Linked DNA regions of Oryctolagus cuniculus: region 2 is linked to region 1. The links are chromatin contacts, called in public Hi-C maps. All regions are on one chromosome and are shown on one strand. The core of a region is the stretch at or near the end of the contact, and the rest is flanking DNA. Distances in the headings are between cores, read along the strand shown.

What was found. Hi-C and Micro-C count contacts between places; a contact is called where the count stands out from the background.
Region 2: a contact with region 1 is called in a Hi-C map of psoas muscle, with 4 times the contacts expected there. The contact joins the promoter of ARFIP2 here to the promoter of MRPL17 in region 1. A contact is called at or near these places in 2 of 6 Hi-C or Micro-C datasets (ear pinna and psoas muscle).

The regions. Positions count from the first base shown.
Region 1 is chr1:60,198,113-60,205,933 of mOryCun1.1, forward strand. MRPL17 (mitochondrial ribosomal protein L17) reads left to right here and starts at 4,326. Exons shown (of 3, transcript XM_002708772.5): 1 at 4,326-4,591; 2 at 4,820-4,888; 3 at 5,218-5,761. The coding sequence starts at 4,418. The coding sequence ends at 5,505.
Region 2 is chr1:60,400,700-60,408,520 of mOryCun1.1, forward strand. ARFIP2 (ARF interacting protein 2) reads left to right here and starts at 3,843. Exons shown (of 7, transcript XM_051851314.2): 1 at 3,843-4,037; 2 at 4,822-4,962; 3 at 5,192-5,288; 4 at 6,012-6,130; 5 at 7,067-7,224; 6 at 7,372-7,546. The coding sequence starts at 4,864. TIMM10B (translocase of inner mitochondrial membrane 10B) reads right to left here and starts at 3,816. Exons shown (of 3, transcript XM_002708763.4): 1 at 3,699-3,816; 2 at 3,421-3,516; 3 at 2,901-3,230. The coding sequence starts at 3,725. The coding sequence ends at 3,054.

The DNA of each region.
Region 1 (7,821 bases), core at 3,076-5,575:
TATAGTAGGATAAACCTTGGCCTGTGATGCTGGCATCCCATATGGGTGCTGGTTCATGTCCCAGCTACTCCTCTTCTGATCCAGCTCTCTGCTATGGCCTGGGAAAGCAACAGAAGATGGCCCAAGTGCTTGGGCCCCTGCACCCACATGGGAGACCAGGAAGAAGCTCCTGGCTCCTGGCTTTGGACCAGCCTAGCTCTGACCATTGCATCCATTTGAGGAGTGAACCAGCTGATGAAAGACCTTTTTCTCTGTCTCTCCTTCTCGAAGGAAGGAAGGAAGGAAGGAAGGAAGGAAGGAAGGAGGGAGGGAGGGAGGGAGGGAGGGAGGGAGGGAGGAAGGGAGGGAGGGAGAGAGGGAAAGAGGGAGGGAGGGAGGGGGGAGAAAGGAAGGAGAGAAAGAGATAAAGGAAGAAAGAAGGAAAGAAAAAGAGGAAGGGAGGAAGGGAGGAAGGAAGGAAGGAAGGAAGGGGGGGGAGGGGGCTGGCGCCATGGCTCACTTTGCTAATCCTCTGCCTGCAGCGACGGCATCCCATATGGGCAGCGGATTCTAGTCCTGATTGCTCCTCTTCCAGTCCAGCTCTCTTCTGTGGCCCAGGAGGGCAGTGGAAGATGGCCCAAGAGCTTGGGCTCCTGCACCCACATGGGAGACCAGGAGAAGCAACAGGCTCCTGGCTTCAGATTGGCACAGCTCCAGCAGTGGCAGCCATTTGGGGGGTGAACCAACAGAAGGAAGACCTCTCTCTCTGTCTCACTATCTGTAACTCTACCTGTCAAATAAATAAATTAAAAAAAAAAGAAGGAAGGAAGGAAGGATGGATACCGTCCAACTTGGGTGCAGAAATAAGGAGTTGAACAGTCTTCAAAGATTTTAAAACAGTAATAAAATAACTAAAAGTTAATCTGCTTTTTATTGTCATTTATACCTACAACAATTCTAATGTAATGATATAATAACCCTCAATAAAAAAGTTTTCTTGGTCTAATTTTCTAAAGACTTATTTATTTACTTGCAAGGCAAAGTTACAGAGAAAGAGAGGGAGAAACAGAAGGAGAGATCTTCTATCCACTGGTTAACTCCCCAGATGGCCACAACAGCTGGAGCTGGGCTGGTCCAAAGCCAGGAAGGAGCTTCCTCCAGGTCTCCCACATGGGTGCAGGGGCCCAAGGACTTGGCTTTTCTCCACCGCCTTCCCAGGTACATCAGCAGAGAGCTGGATCGGAAGTGGAGCATCTGGGACGCCAATTGGTGCTCTTGGTCTAATTTCTATACAATTGCCAGAGCAAGCATTAGGTGTAGAGGTTACAACGCTGCTTGGGATGCCTGTATCCCACCCATGTCATAGTGCCTAGTTTGAGTACTGACTCCTCCACTTCTGATCCAGCATCCTGCTAATATCACCCTGGGAGGCAGCAGATGATGCCTCCACCAAAAACCTGAATTAAATTCCAGGCTCCTGGCATTGACCTGGCCCAGTCCTAGATGTTTCAGGTATCTGAGGAGTGAACCAGCAGATGGAAGAACTCTGTCTCTCTCTGCCATTCAAATAAAATGATAAAATAATGTAAACAGTTGCTATGATTACCACTGAGTTTTAATCATCTGTGTGCAGGTTTCAGATTATCACTATTTTTTAACATATTCTTTAAAAATTCTATGTAGAAGTTAATGTGAAAAACTAGTAGATACAGGCCAGCGCCACGGCTCAATAGGCTAATCCTCCGCCTTGCAGCGCCAGCACACTGGGTTCTAGTCCCGGTCAGGCCGCCAGATTCTGTCCCGGTTGCCCCTCTTCCAGACCAGCTTTCTGCTGTGGCCAGGGAGTGCAGTGGAGGACGGCCCAGGTGCTTGGGCCCTGCACCCCATGGGAAACCAGGAGAAGTACCTGGCTCCTGCCTTCGGATCAGCGCTGTGCGCCTGCCGCAGCACACCGGCCAAGGCGGCCATTGGAGGGTGAACCAATGGCAAAAGGAAGACCTTTCTCTCTGTCTCTCTCTCTCTCTCACTGTCCACTCTGCCTGTCAAAAAAAAAAAAAAAAAAAAAAAAAACTATACTAGATTTAAACTTTTTTGGAATGAAAATAAACATCTTTATTTTGCAAAAAATATATAAATAGATATAATTTTCTTCCTTTGGGGAGTGAACCAGTAGATGGAAGATCTCTCTCTCTCTCTCTCTCTCGCTCTCTCTCTCGTTCTCTCTGTCTCTTTATAACTCTGGCTTTCAAATAAATAAATCTTTTAAAAAAAAGATAACAGTTTGATACTTCAATTATTTTCACCATGTGATACATCTATAACAGATCAAATGTCAATGCCAATGTTGATTTTCTCTGACTTCTGCTAGGCTCACCCAAAGCCAGAAGCCAGGAAGTTCTGGGTCTCCCATGTGGGTGCAGGGGCCCAAGGACAGGAGCCATCTTCTACTCCTTTCCCAGGCCATAGCTGAGAGCTGGATTGGAAGTGGAGCAGCCAGCACTCAAACCAGCATCCATATGGAATACTGGTACTAAAGGCAGCAGCTTTACCCACTATGCCACAGTGCCGGCCCCTACAGAAGAAAACCTTAAAAGTTTTTCCTAATTAGAAATTTAATTTTCCTAGTTAGAAGTTTTCCATGAAAATATCTAAACTGAATTCTTCAACTATGAAAATATTTGAAAACTGCACAAATGGTTCCCAAAGAAAAAACATATAATATAGAAGGTAACTTCTGAAATTTACTGTGAAGTATGATTTGTATAAATCCTTGCCAACATCCCCATGTTTATGACTTTTCTTATGACTATCTCTTGCTTCATGTGAAAGAAAACTTACAAAATAAAAAAAAAAATACTAAGTGTTATTTGGTCACCTACAAGCAGAGTGACAAATATTAATTACACTGTCTAAAGAACATGATTATGTATTAGTTATGAAGGGCCCCATAACAAAGTAAAACAACCATGGGGCTTGAAACAACAAAATCTATTGTCTCACATCTCAGGAGGTTAGAAGTTAAAAATTATAGTGTCCACAGGTTATGTTCTCTGAAAGATCTAGGGACGGATCTATGATGTTCTTTTAGCTTCAAATGTTTCCTGGCAATCCTTGGAGTCCATTCCTTCACTTGCAACTATATAGCCAAACCCTCTCTTGATGGTCACAAGCCATTCTCCTTGTATGTCTTTGTCTTTGTCAGACAATCTTCACCCTGTGTGTCTGACTCTTCAAATGCCTTCTTTTTACAAACTCGCCATTTTTCATGAACTGTCCTTCCTATTTCAGTATGACCTTACTGTCATTGATTACATCTGCAATGACTCTTTCCAAATAAGGTCACATTCTGAGGTGGCCGGGGGTGGGAGAAGTGGGGGGATGACAGTTCAACCCACAAAGAATAATACTGATACTCACTGTAAATTTGGAGACGTTGTGGGGCTGACACTGTGGCACAATGGCTAACCTACCCGTTACGATGATGGTATTCTATATCTGAGCAGCCGGTTGGAGTTCTTGCTGCACCATTTCCCACCCAGCTCCCTGCTAATTCACATGGGAAGGCAAGGGGAGATAGCACAAGGACTTAGGACCCTGACACACACATGGGGGCTCCCATTGGAGTTCCTGGCTCCTGGTTTCTGCCTGGCCAGACCCGCCTATTGCGGCCACTGGGGAGTAAACCAGCAGATGGAACTTCCACATCGCATCAAATCTCCAAACCCCACTGCCCCATCGTCTGCCTTTCAAATATTTAAATGAATCAAACTTTTCAAAAAATTAAACTTGCAGAGTTGAGATTCAAAAGTAAACTATAATGTTATTGTACATGAACAGATAATGTGTAAGTATGCTTTTACCCTTTCGAAAAATACAGAGATGTAATTCTAAAATGCTAGCCCATTACTCTGTCTTTTAGCGCTAGGATTTTTAACTGCGATGACTACTTCAACAACAGAAAAGTCTCACTATCTGAGTTTCTTTCCTGGGCTTCCTGGTTACTCCTTTCGCCATTACTGCTACCGGCGGCCCGCGCTCAGTCAGCTCGCAGCAGCGCGACCCCTCCAGGCGCGGCTCCCTCAGACACTCACTTTCTTAGCCGCTCCGCGGAGGAGCTTCCCGTCCGTCTAAACCCCGCCACGTCGTTTAGGAGGACCCGATGGCCGCCGTTTGCCACACTAGGTGGCGCCTCGCTCCCTGGCTCGCCGCGGAGCACCCCCTCACAGCGAGGGACGCTCGCCCGGCTCTCCGCCTCGGGAAAAGCTCAACTCCCCTCCTCCGCCCTTCCTCAGATTGCCAGCGAGGCACTCCGTGATGCTCATGCGCAAACACGTCCGCCACGCACCGGGCGACGGCGCATGCGCCCCGCCGTTCCTCCGCCTGGCCCCTCCCCTGGCGTTTCCAGTTCCGGCCTCTGAGGGGCGGGGGCGCTGCGAACATGCGGTTGTCGGTCGCCGCCGCCGTCTCCCACGGCCGCGTATTCCGCCGCCTGGGCCTGGGACCCGAGTCCCGCATTCACCTGTTGCGGAACTTGCTCACGGGACTGGTGCGACACGAACGCATCGAGGCGTCATGGGCGCGCGTGGACGAGATGAGGGGCTACGCCGAGAAGGTAAGGAGCGAGGCCGGCCTGTCTCCGCGCGCGTCTAGGCTGCAGGGGCGGGGTCTGGCTGAATTTGGCGAGGAATTGGACTGCTCTGGTAAACCCTTCCCCAAGTCTGAATCACGTAGGATCCTAGACTGAGCCCAAACCGGAGACGAGTAAGGGCTGCGTAGTCGCGGGCGGCCTGAATTAAAGACCCTTGAGTGGCGGGATGAATTGATTGCCATCTCCTCGCAGCTCATCGACTATGGGAAGCTGGGAGACACCAACGAACGAGCCATGCGTATGGCTGACTTCTGGCTCACGGTGAGTGTGACCCGTCTTTGCCTCCCAGATGCACTGCTTGCTCCCTCAGAGGAGGGGATTGTTGGAGGGAGGGGGCCGGGCAGAGTTAAGCTCTGACGTGTGGACCACTGTTAGGAACTAAATTGGAAACTTGTGTCTTAAGTTGAACCCGGTGCGACTACGCATACGCCAGAATGACCTGTGAATGGCCCCTCTGTGTAATACTTTGGGGGGGACGTGGGGGAGGTCTGTGTACATGTGTTTGGACCCTACCTTTGGGAGTAGCTGAGAATTAAATGCCTCTGCAGTTGTACCTGACTCCACTCTCTCCTGAATAATTCTCCCTCTAGGAGAAGGACTTGATCCCAAAGCTGTTTCAAGTCCTGGCCCCTCGGTACCGAGATCAGAATGGGGGCTACACGAGAATGCTGCAAATCCCGAATCGGAGTGAGCAGGATCGGGCCAAGATGGCTGTGATCGAGTATAAAGGGAACTGCCTCCCACCCCTGCCTCTGCCTCCCAGAGACAGCAACCTTACACTCCTAAACCAGCTGCTGCAGGGACTGCGGGAGGACCTCAGGCTGAACCAGGAAACAAGTATTCACAGCTGCCACACAACTCAAACACCAGGAACCTAACTGGGGCTGATGGGTCTGCAGCTCTCATTGGTGCCACTGATTACAGGCCTCTGCTGCTCTTTTATTAATGTCTGAGAAGACCTAGAGTGAGAGTTCTGGAATGGACAATCTTAATGGGGTCCAGAATCTTCTGGCCCTTGACCTGCACAGTATATAAAATTCCTTAACGTGAATATATGTAAATTGATTTTTTTCTTCTTCCTCTGAGGTTTCTGGAGAATGAAAACTAAATGCTCAATCTACCTGAGATAGTAAATTCATGGCTTGATTTTCTGATTCTTAGTTTCGGGTTCCGTGTGTTTAGTATAGTTTATTTTTGTTAATGCCATTTTAGATGGGACACATCTTACAATTCCAGTGTTGCTCCTGAAGGTGATTATGTTTTGACACCCAGCATAGAGAGTGAGCCGTTTAGATTCCTTAGAGAAAGATTACTTTTGATGGGTGGGGCAGTAAAATCTACAAGTGAAACTTTGTCAATCCACTTTCCTAGGAACCCTCAGGAGACCCTGACACCATTCCTCTGTTTCTCGGCAGGCTCCCACTTTACTCTCGCGTGCTTCCCTCCACTCCTGAATGAGCCTCAGAGGAGAAGACGTAAAAGCTCAGCTATCCACTACCCTGACCAAAGGGGTGGAGGCGTTCAACAGGGGAAGTTGGATTTCAGATTAAGCTCTTTCCTCTTGGTGGAGAGGGGAGGGGATAAAGGAGAGAGTTGAAGTAAGGAGGATTAGGAAGTTAAACTCACTGGGAATTTCCTGGAAGTTGTTATTGTTGTCAAGTCTGGGACTCTCTGGGAACTCAGAAAAAGGAAATCCGGCTTCAGAATGGCTTGGGAACGTGAGAAGCAGAGAACTCCTTTATATCTACTAATTACTGTGAAGCTGGGCTTGGCCCAGGCATGCTGTTCCTCCCTTCTGTTCAGAGGCAACTAGGGTGATGGTTGCTTTCTCTTCATGAGAAGGCTTAAATGGGAGCTACTCCTCCTGGCCTCAACACTTACAGCAGGGCCTGATGGTTGCTATTTCCCATGTAGACTGGTAAGAAGTTTAGCTGTTAGAGTGTTTGGCCCACTGTTATTGGAGTTTAATAAGTAAGGGTAAGAGGAGAGAGGTCACTGGTCTAGTGGTAAGACATGAACTTCAGAAACAGAATTATTCTGGTGTAACTTTACCACAAGTGCCCTAATCTGAAACTTGGCTGCTCCAAAGGTGGCTCTCTACTTCTTTCCCTTTACCAGTGTGTTCACGAAGTATTGCCAGAAAACTTAATGCAGTAGACACTAAAAACATTTTTCAAATAAATCTAAATTCACTCTTCCCTTGTTTACACTAGAATATAGAGAAGAAATAGCCTCTGCCATCAAGGAGTTCAGAGTCTAATCTGCTGTTGTCACAACATTCTCAAGGGACACTACCTCCTCTGTAATATTTTGGCCCACATAAGATTACCTGAATCCTAGAACATTTGCTAACAGCTCAGGGATAACCCAAGGGAAATAAACCGCAGTGAATCAGAAATTAGAAATCTGGCCTGTAAGTGACAAATTTTTACTTCGGTGGAATGTTCCTTCAAGTCCATCCAAATTCCAAACCCAAGAGACCAAGAAAAATGAGTTCCCTCTCACGTTGTCAAAGGTTCTCCATCTTGGGTTCTTAACAGTAGGACTGACAAAGTAGTGCCTCCCATACACACGCAGATATGCAGATAACAAATTGTAGTCTTAACACTAATTTTAAGAGGAAACACCAAACCAGACTGTATCCTTAGCATCCATCTTCAGTGGAATTAGCAGACCACATTGATTTTGTTTCCATAATCTTTGTTAAATCTACAGTCACCTTTCCTAAACCGATCTAAGGCATGGCTCTCCTGAATTACTGCACTTGCCCCCTGATTTGCCTTGCTCCAGGCAGAGCTGTCATGATAGAAACCTGACCATTTTAATGTCCTGCTAGCTCCTGTGGCTCATTCAATTCTACAGAAGCACAGAAGCCCTTCTTTTGGCTTGTTTCTCTGTGTACCTACCCTTACTACCTCTTAGTTCATGTAGTCCCTACCACCCAGAGAACCCTTCCACTTTTACCTACCTAATTATATTTGAGTAGCTCCTCTGCCCCCATAACCTAAATTCATAGTCAAACTAGGTACTTCTACAGTGTTTCTATACTACTTTGAATCTGCCACATTGCATTATAGTTCCTGACTGTGAATTGGTTCCCAGACATCCAAGTCTAAGACAGTCCTGTTATTTCCATCTTTCTTTTGATGGGTTCAGGATAGACAGGCATAAAATTTGTGGCAGTAGGAATCCTT
Region 2 (7,821 bases), core at 2,593-5,092, 200 kb after region 1:
TCACCAGAGTTTAAACTGGTTAGGAATCTAAAGAAGGAAGGTACTAATGGAGAAAGGGTAGAAGCAACAGCTTTACCGTTGCAGTGCAATCAAACAATGACAGTAGAAAATGGTTCAAAAAAATGAAGCAGAAGGAATAAGTGGATAAAACACAAATAATAGCTTTTTTTTTTTTTTTTTTTGACAGGCAGAGTGGACAGTGAGAGAGAGAGAGAGAGAGAAAGGTCTTCCTTTTTCTGTTGGTTCACCCCTCAATGGCTGCTGCGGCCGGCACACTGCAGCCAGCATACTGTGCTGATCCAAAGCCAGGAGCCAGGTGCTTCTCCTGGTCTCCCATGTGGGTGCAGGGCCCAAGGACTTGGGCCATCCTCCACTGCACTCCCAGGCCACAGCAGAGAGCTGGACAGGAAGAGGAGCAACCGGGACAGAACCCGGTGTGCCGGCAGAGGATTAGCCTATTGAGCCACAGCGCCAGCAGATAAAATATAAAGGAGCTTGGGGTGATGTCAATGGCCAGAATATAAGGGACTGGGTAGTTAAGGCAGAGTGGAAACTATTGGAGATTAGGTCAAGGGATTGAGACCAAACTATCCAATGGCTTATCTACATACACATTAAAGATTAAGGGGGTAGATAGGAAGATCAATGGTGAGCTATTGAGAGGAAAATAACATGTGTGACTTCATTCAAAGGAGTCAGCAGTTAAGTTCTAAAGCCAAAGCAGAAACATCAGCGCTGTGTCTAATATATATATATATATGTTATGTGATAAATCTTTGTCAGTAACTATCCCTGTTTGTTGTGCTTAGAACATCACGTTGCTATCATTAAGCTAATAGCTATCACTTTATGTCAAGAAATGGGACAAACCAGTGACTGTGGAAGGAGAAATAGTAGGAATAAGGTTCTTCTCACTAACTGAACATATTTTAAATAGAGAAGAAAGGACCAGGACTGAACAGATTAAAAATCTATGGGACTGATAGGTCAGCTTGAGGGACACTTGTTTTTCTATTCCTAGAGGCAGGTTGGGTACACATGAACAAGCAGACCAAAGCTCTGGAAGTTCATAGCAAAGGTTTTAGTCAGACAGATCATGTTCCTGTCCATTTTCTGCAGTTATTAATCATGTGATATGTGGAAAGGCACAGATAATTGACAATGGAACCTTATTGCAAAGATACCTACAAATGTTGGAGGGGAATTCTTTCATCTGGTGCATAATATCCCATTCATCTAGCTCTGGAAATTGAGAAATTCACAAGATATAACACTTGCATTTATACTTCACAAGGAGAGAATTTTATTGAATAAGCAAAGCTACTCAGAAGGGAAGTTCTTGGTCAGCAACTTTTATCCTTAACATACTTTTCTCAGTAAGTAACTGTGTGTAAGATGGGCTTCTGGTACCTTCTGGGTTCTTGCTTTCCTCATGTGATAAGCGGGATACTACTACTTACTTGGAGCTTTGTTGTGAAGGTTAACCAAGAAAAAGCATAGCATCTACAAGCATCAGGACCCATACGAAGTGGGTGCTCAATAAATAACTGAGAGGCACCTGGGTTCAGGAAATGGACTTTCAAGTCAGATCTGCATTTAATACAAGATCGGCTACTTGAGAATTTCAACTTTCTAATTGCAAATGAAAAAAAAAAACTGCTTTGTGGGTCTTTGTAAAGAATTCTTTTATTGCTGTGACAACAAATGCCTAGAACATCAATTCCTCTGTAAAAAATGAAAGTCACCTGATGAGGGATGGTCTCGATTAGAGAGGAGAGGAGGTGGGAAATAACTGCCTTGGTGAAGATGAGAGAGAACAGACCAGGAAGCCATTCAGGGCTGTATGTCAGTAGTGAGGGCTTTGCTGAAGCTGGAAGCCTTGACTATTTGGTAGTATTCATTACACAACTGTTTTTCTCTACAAGTTTGAGTGGAGGATTAGAAAAGATCAAACAAGTGGGATGATAGAAAAAGGAGGACATCCTCCACAAGAAAATGGGGTGGAAGGCAATATGTCATTCAGACTGCTGAATACAGAAGAAAAGGCAGTTGGTGGGGGGGTGGGAGTGCTAACTAGAAAAGAATGGAGAGCATGGGACTAGAAATCACAAAACAGGCATACTGGACAAAGTCAGGTCCGGGGTAGAAAGCTACAATAAGATTATAGACAAGTACTGAAAGGTTAAGGTAACATTAAAAAGGTCCCAATGATTTTGTTTTATCCCCTTTTTCATAACCACCATAATCTACTTTTCCTTTTTTTTTTTTCCCTAAGTTTGACTATATTGAAGAATATGGTCTCCAAGTTTGACCCTTACGGATTGCTCCCTAAGACAAGGAAACAGCCCTTCTTTGCTTAAGGTTTTACTGCTAAATCAAGACAGAAATACTAAGAAAACAACAACCTGGGGAAATAGATAAAGTTCCAGAACACCCAGAATTCTTAACAGATTTCATCTCTGTTCTGTATCTCCTGACTTCGTAAGGAAGCGGTACCTAAAATCCCTGTGGATGTTGATCTATTGTTCATACACACACACACACACACACTTCCTTTCCCTGGAACCAGCAGAATTAAGACACAGTCCACAAAAACAGTCACATACCAATCCACATTTGACTCACAGGTGCATCTTTTAAGGCAGACTTAAGCATGGCCAGACAGGGCTCCCATTTTCTGCCATCCGGGAAGGAAACAATTCTATTGTTACTACCGACCTTGATCTTGTCCCTACAGAGCCTGACTTAACCAGCTGCCTGAACACCAGACATTTTCCTTCTACATATAGAAAACACTTCCTCAGTGGTCAGGGCTGAGGCCAGCAGATATGCACTAAACGACAGAACAAAGGATGGTGCCTACAGTGAGCAAAGGTTCCCTGCCCATAATATAAACCAAACAGAGTAAAAGGTGGGTTTATTGGCTCCAGGAAATGGAGCAACGGTACCCAACTTTCAGGCAACCCCTCGTGCAGGCTTCACCTAGTCAAAGTCCACAGGGTCCTTCAATCTGAGGGCCCATCCAAGGCCTTCCCTTTTGGGACTGGGGGTGGCTAGCTGCTGGACGGTGAGCCTGCAGGCTGTTCAGCGGCAACACCCGGCACAGCTGAGGCAGCCTCATAGTCTGCGATGCGGCGCTGTACCAGGGCAGGCATGAGCTGCACGTAAGCGGCCATGAGGCGGTGGTTGGAGTGGATCAGCTTCCCAGCACAGCTGTGTAGACAGGCCTCCTGAAAGGAAAACAGAGGGGTTAAGTAGAGGCCAAAGTGGTCCCGTTAGGCCCGGCTTCGTCCTTCCCCAACCGCAGCCTAGGGGTGAGGGTGGTGGGAAGGCCAGGCCGGAGAGGAAGGGGAAGGGGGTGGAGGAGGCAGACGACCCGTAACTGAGGATCGAGGGTAACGTCCCTACATAGTTGCCCACCTCCTCAGCGTCCAGGGCTCGGTGGTGCAGGCTGGGCACACAGCGCTGAAAGCAGAGTTCTGTCATCCGATTGTAGACCAACAGGAAGTCCCGCAACTGGAAGAAAAGGGGACCAAGAACTCAGCGATATGGGCCCCATACCTCAAGGCCCCGCAGCCACAGGCCTCCCAGGACCACGTTTCATAGCCGTTTGTTCCCAGCCTTGGCATCCCTGGCTCTCTGCAGTTCCTGCAAAGCGAGCTCACGGCACGGCTCTAGGGCGACTTAGCAGCACTCACGTTTCTCAGTTGTTGCTGTTGCTCCATCCCGCCAGGCGCTCACGCCCTACGTCACTTCCGTTTCAAGGTCTGGGTACCGCCCCGGAAGTAATCTCTCGTCGCTCCCCCGCCCTCCCCCCCACCAAGGACTAAAGGGTTGGCCCCAGGATAGCCCTGCCCCTGGCTGCTACGTCACCTCCGCCCTTAGAATCTGCGACGTGGCCAGCTTCTTCTGCCCGGAGAGGCCGTCACTTCCGCCGAGTCCCTGACCTGCTGCTAGGATCGCGACGGGAACTGGAACCGGAGGTCCCCGCGCCGCTCGGGCCTGGCGCCCTGAGGGGAAGAGCTGCCCGGCCCGAGGTGAGAGGGACGTGCCTGGGCGAGGGGAAGTTGAATGCACGGACCTGTCCTGAGGGCAAGATGCCCCTGAAAGATAGGCAAGGATGAGGACACACCTGATGCCCAGGTGTGTCGGGGGGAGGGGAACAGGGACTCACACACCTGAGAGACACAACTGACTTTGGAAGGGATCACCTTTGCTCTGGGGAAGAGAGGCTTTTACCAGCGACCAGCTGTTTCAAGCGAGGCCTGGTGCGGAGGGCCCCTGGAAGAGGAGGTGTATGAGATGGAGGGGGGAGACCACCCTGAAGGAAGAGGGAAAGAACATTTTAGGAGTATGAAAGGCGGAGCAATAGAGAGCATACCTGAGTGGGGAGAAAGCACTGGAGTGCTGGAAGGGGGCTTGGCTCCTGCTGGGAGTAAGCGCACCTGCATGGGGCTAAGTTCCAAGAGACCGGAGACTTTATCTCTCTTGTTCAGTGCTGTGTTTCCATTGCCTCAGATAGTGGCTGTCACATAGTAGGCACTCACTAAATGTCTGGTGAATGAGTGAATGCATGAACAAGCACCAGGTCCTGAGGTTGGGAGGTGGGGAGGCTGTGAGAAGACACCTGAGGCTTGGGTGTAGGTGTGTAGAAATGTGCGCTTCGGTGGGGGAGAAATACATATGCCTGAGGAAAGGAGTGGTGGCTGAACTCCAGGACACTCAGCCTGGGACTACCTCTAAAACATGAGAAATGGCAGGAGCGGACTCTCTCTTCCAGACTGCTGGCCACTTTCCAAAACTGTCTGTTGGGCTTTGCAGGGTGCTGGGGTGGAGACTTTGGCTCCAGCCCCTTCCCTAGCCATGACGGACGGGATCCTAGGGAAGGCAGCCACAATGGAGATCCCTATCCATGGGAACGGCGAAGCTGGGCAGCTTCCTGAAGATGATGGGCTGGAGCAGGTGCTTCTCTTTCATTCTTGTTTCAATTCGGGAATCCAGTTTATAAAACCTGGGCTCTCACCCCTATTCCAGCAACCTTCCTTAGCTTATCTACCTCACTTCATCCTTTTTACAAATCTTCATTCTGATTCTGTGCAGACTTCTCTAGTGTACTGTCTGTGGTGCTTCAATCCAAGCTTGTTCCCACTCCCACAATGCCTCAGCTGCCCCCCTCTTCTCTGGCCTATAGGACCTCCAGCAGGTGATGGTGTCAGGACCCAACCTCAATGAAACCAGCATTGTGTCTGGGGGCTATGGGGGCTCTGGTGATGGACTCATCCCCACAGGTATGAATGATCAGAGACAGGAAGCCTGAGTGGGGAGGGGGGTAGGAGTGGTTTGGAGGAGCATGGTATACAAGTGTATCTCGGAAAGCTTGGGAACTTCTGCTCATACAAACCCCATAGAGTCCTCTCAGCCCAAAGCCAGCTCCCAGGGTTTGCTGTCGGCTTCCCACTTACCAGTTAGCCCCTGACGTGGCATTTTTGTCCTTTCCCTGCTACAACCATCTGAACCAAGTTAAGACTTCTGGTTCACAAAAGTTCTCCTGCTCTAAAGCTTAAGCCTAATTTGGAACTCTGTGAGGCTTCTCAGTTTTACTTTAGACTCTAAAGTTTAGAGGAACAAACAGTCCCGGATGTCACTGACTGGGATTCCACATGGAGATGCCTACCAGATTTCCAAGGACTCACCATCTTTGACACCCCACCCCCAACACAATGTATTTTCTTGTTGTCCCTGCCCTGCATACCAGCAACACTCCTCCCAACCTCCCTCTACCCCAGCACACACACACACACACACACACAAAGGTAGCCAAATGTATATTGGGATTGGATTCTCAGGGCATGAGGTACATACATGTCCCTTCTAGTGAGCAGGAGAATTCAGTTGTCTCAAGCTTCCTTAGGGAAGTCATTTTCATGTGCTGGAAGGAAAGTATGAGTGAGGCCTTAGAGATGTCTGATTGTATCTGAGAGCAGCTGGTGTCAGAGAACTTGGTCCTTTAGGGTCTGGCCGCCATCCATCTCACAGCACCACTCCTCCTGGCCCTGGGGATGAAGTGGCTCGGGGCATCGCTGGAGAGAAGTTTGACATTGTCAAGAAATGGGGCATCAACACATATAAGGTGGGATTTAGCCCCTCTCCCTTCCCCAAAACTCCCCCTGGGTACTTTTTCCCCCAAATCCTAATATGCCATCTATGGCTGAGACTAGGAGCCTGGGGGTGCTGGAGTACGTACCTATTGGGAGGGAGGCAGGGTGCTAGGGTTTCTGACCTATTCCCTCACTTCCCAATCAGTGTACAAAGCAACTATTATCAGAGCGATTTGGCCGAGGCTCCCGGACTGTGGACCTGGAGCTAGAGCTGCAGATTGAGTTGCTGCGTGAGACGAAGCGCAAGTATGAGAGTGTCCTGCAGCTGGGCCGGGCACTGACAGCCCACCTCTACAGCCTGCTGCAGACCCAGCATGCACTAGGTGACGCCTTTGCTGACCTCAGCCAGAAGTCCCCAGAGCTTCAGGTGCCTCAGCCAGACCAAAGAGGGTTGGGGGACTGGGCCCTGGCCCTTCCAGACAGTCACTCCTCAGCCTCCCTCCCTCCCTCCCTCCTGCAGCCCACAGGGAGAACCCCTTCAGGGTGGGCCAAGCCCTGCCCCCAGCAGCACTCACCTGTGGAGGCAGCCTAAGGGTTTGTACAGAGGTCGAGATGTTGGAAGGGGTGGGGGAGGGGGCACACTAGGTGCCTCACGAGTAATCCCTCTCTACATTGTCAAGAATGCCCTTGGTGCTCGGCCTAATTGGAGCTCCTCCTGCCTGCTGCACTAGCTCTTCCCCATTCTGGTCTTGTGAACTTATCTGAGACACTCCCGCCCTCCACAATCCTACCCCAGACATCCCCGGGTTGCCCTACTAACTTTGTGGCAAAGAGAGCCTTGCTGCAGGCAGTCCTTGGCTGTGCCAGTTTTGGTGGCTGTTTCCTCCCTGGGGAGGAGGGGAATAAAAGGTTCTGCAGCTCCACTCGCATAGAGACTATTACTCAAGGCTGGTCTCTTCTGCCCTTAGGAGGAATTTGGCTACAACGCAGAGACACAGAAGCTGCTGTGCAAGAATGGCGAGACACTGCTAGGGGCTGTGAACTTCTTTGTCTCTAGCATCAACACATTGGTCACCAAGACCATGGAAGATACACTCATGACTGTCAAACAGTATGAGGCTGCCAGGTGTGGGCACTGGCAAAGCCTAGGTTTGGGGAGTTGGCTGGTATGGGTGGAAGTTTGGGCATTATGGGCATAAGAAGTCAGGAAGGAAAGGAGAGTGTATATTGAGGACAAAGGGATGGAGACCAGCCTGTATCATCCCCTCCCCAGGCTGGAATATGATGCCTACCGAACAGACTTAGAAGAGCTGAGCCTAGGCCCCCGGGATGCAGGAACACGCGGTCGACTCGAGAGTGCCCAGGCCACTTTCCAGGCCCATCGGGACAAGTATGAGAAGCTGCGGGGAGATGTGGCCATCAAGCTCAAGTTCCTGGAAGAAAACAAGGTGCTAACCCCACTCCCTTGATCCTAGCCCACCTTCCCTCAGAAGACACAAACCTTTCCCTCAGGCCCTCCCTGTTACTGGATGGGGAAACGCAGGCTACATAGGGGTGAGATGTTTCCCTCAGCCCCTTCAGCTCCTGGGCCTTTCTAGGGCACCCTCCATTTAATCTCCAGACCTTTTCTGTTGGAGGATCTGGCTGCTGGCCCAGGAACATAACTGGGAAAGGTCACCCGCTGAGCTGGGGTACCAGGACCCAAGGCCCAACAGTCAGGTCA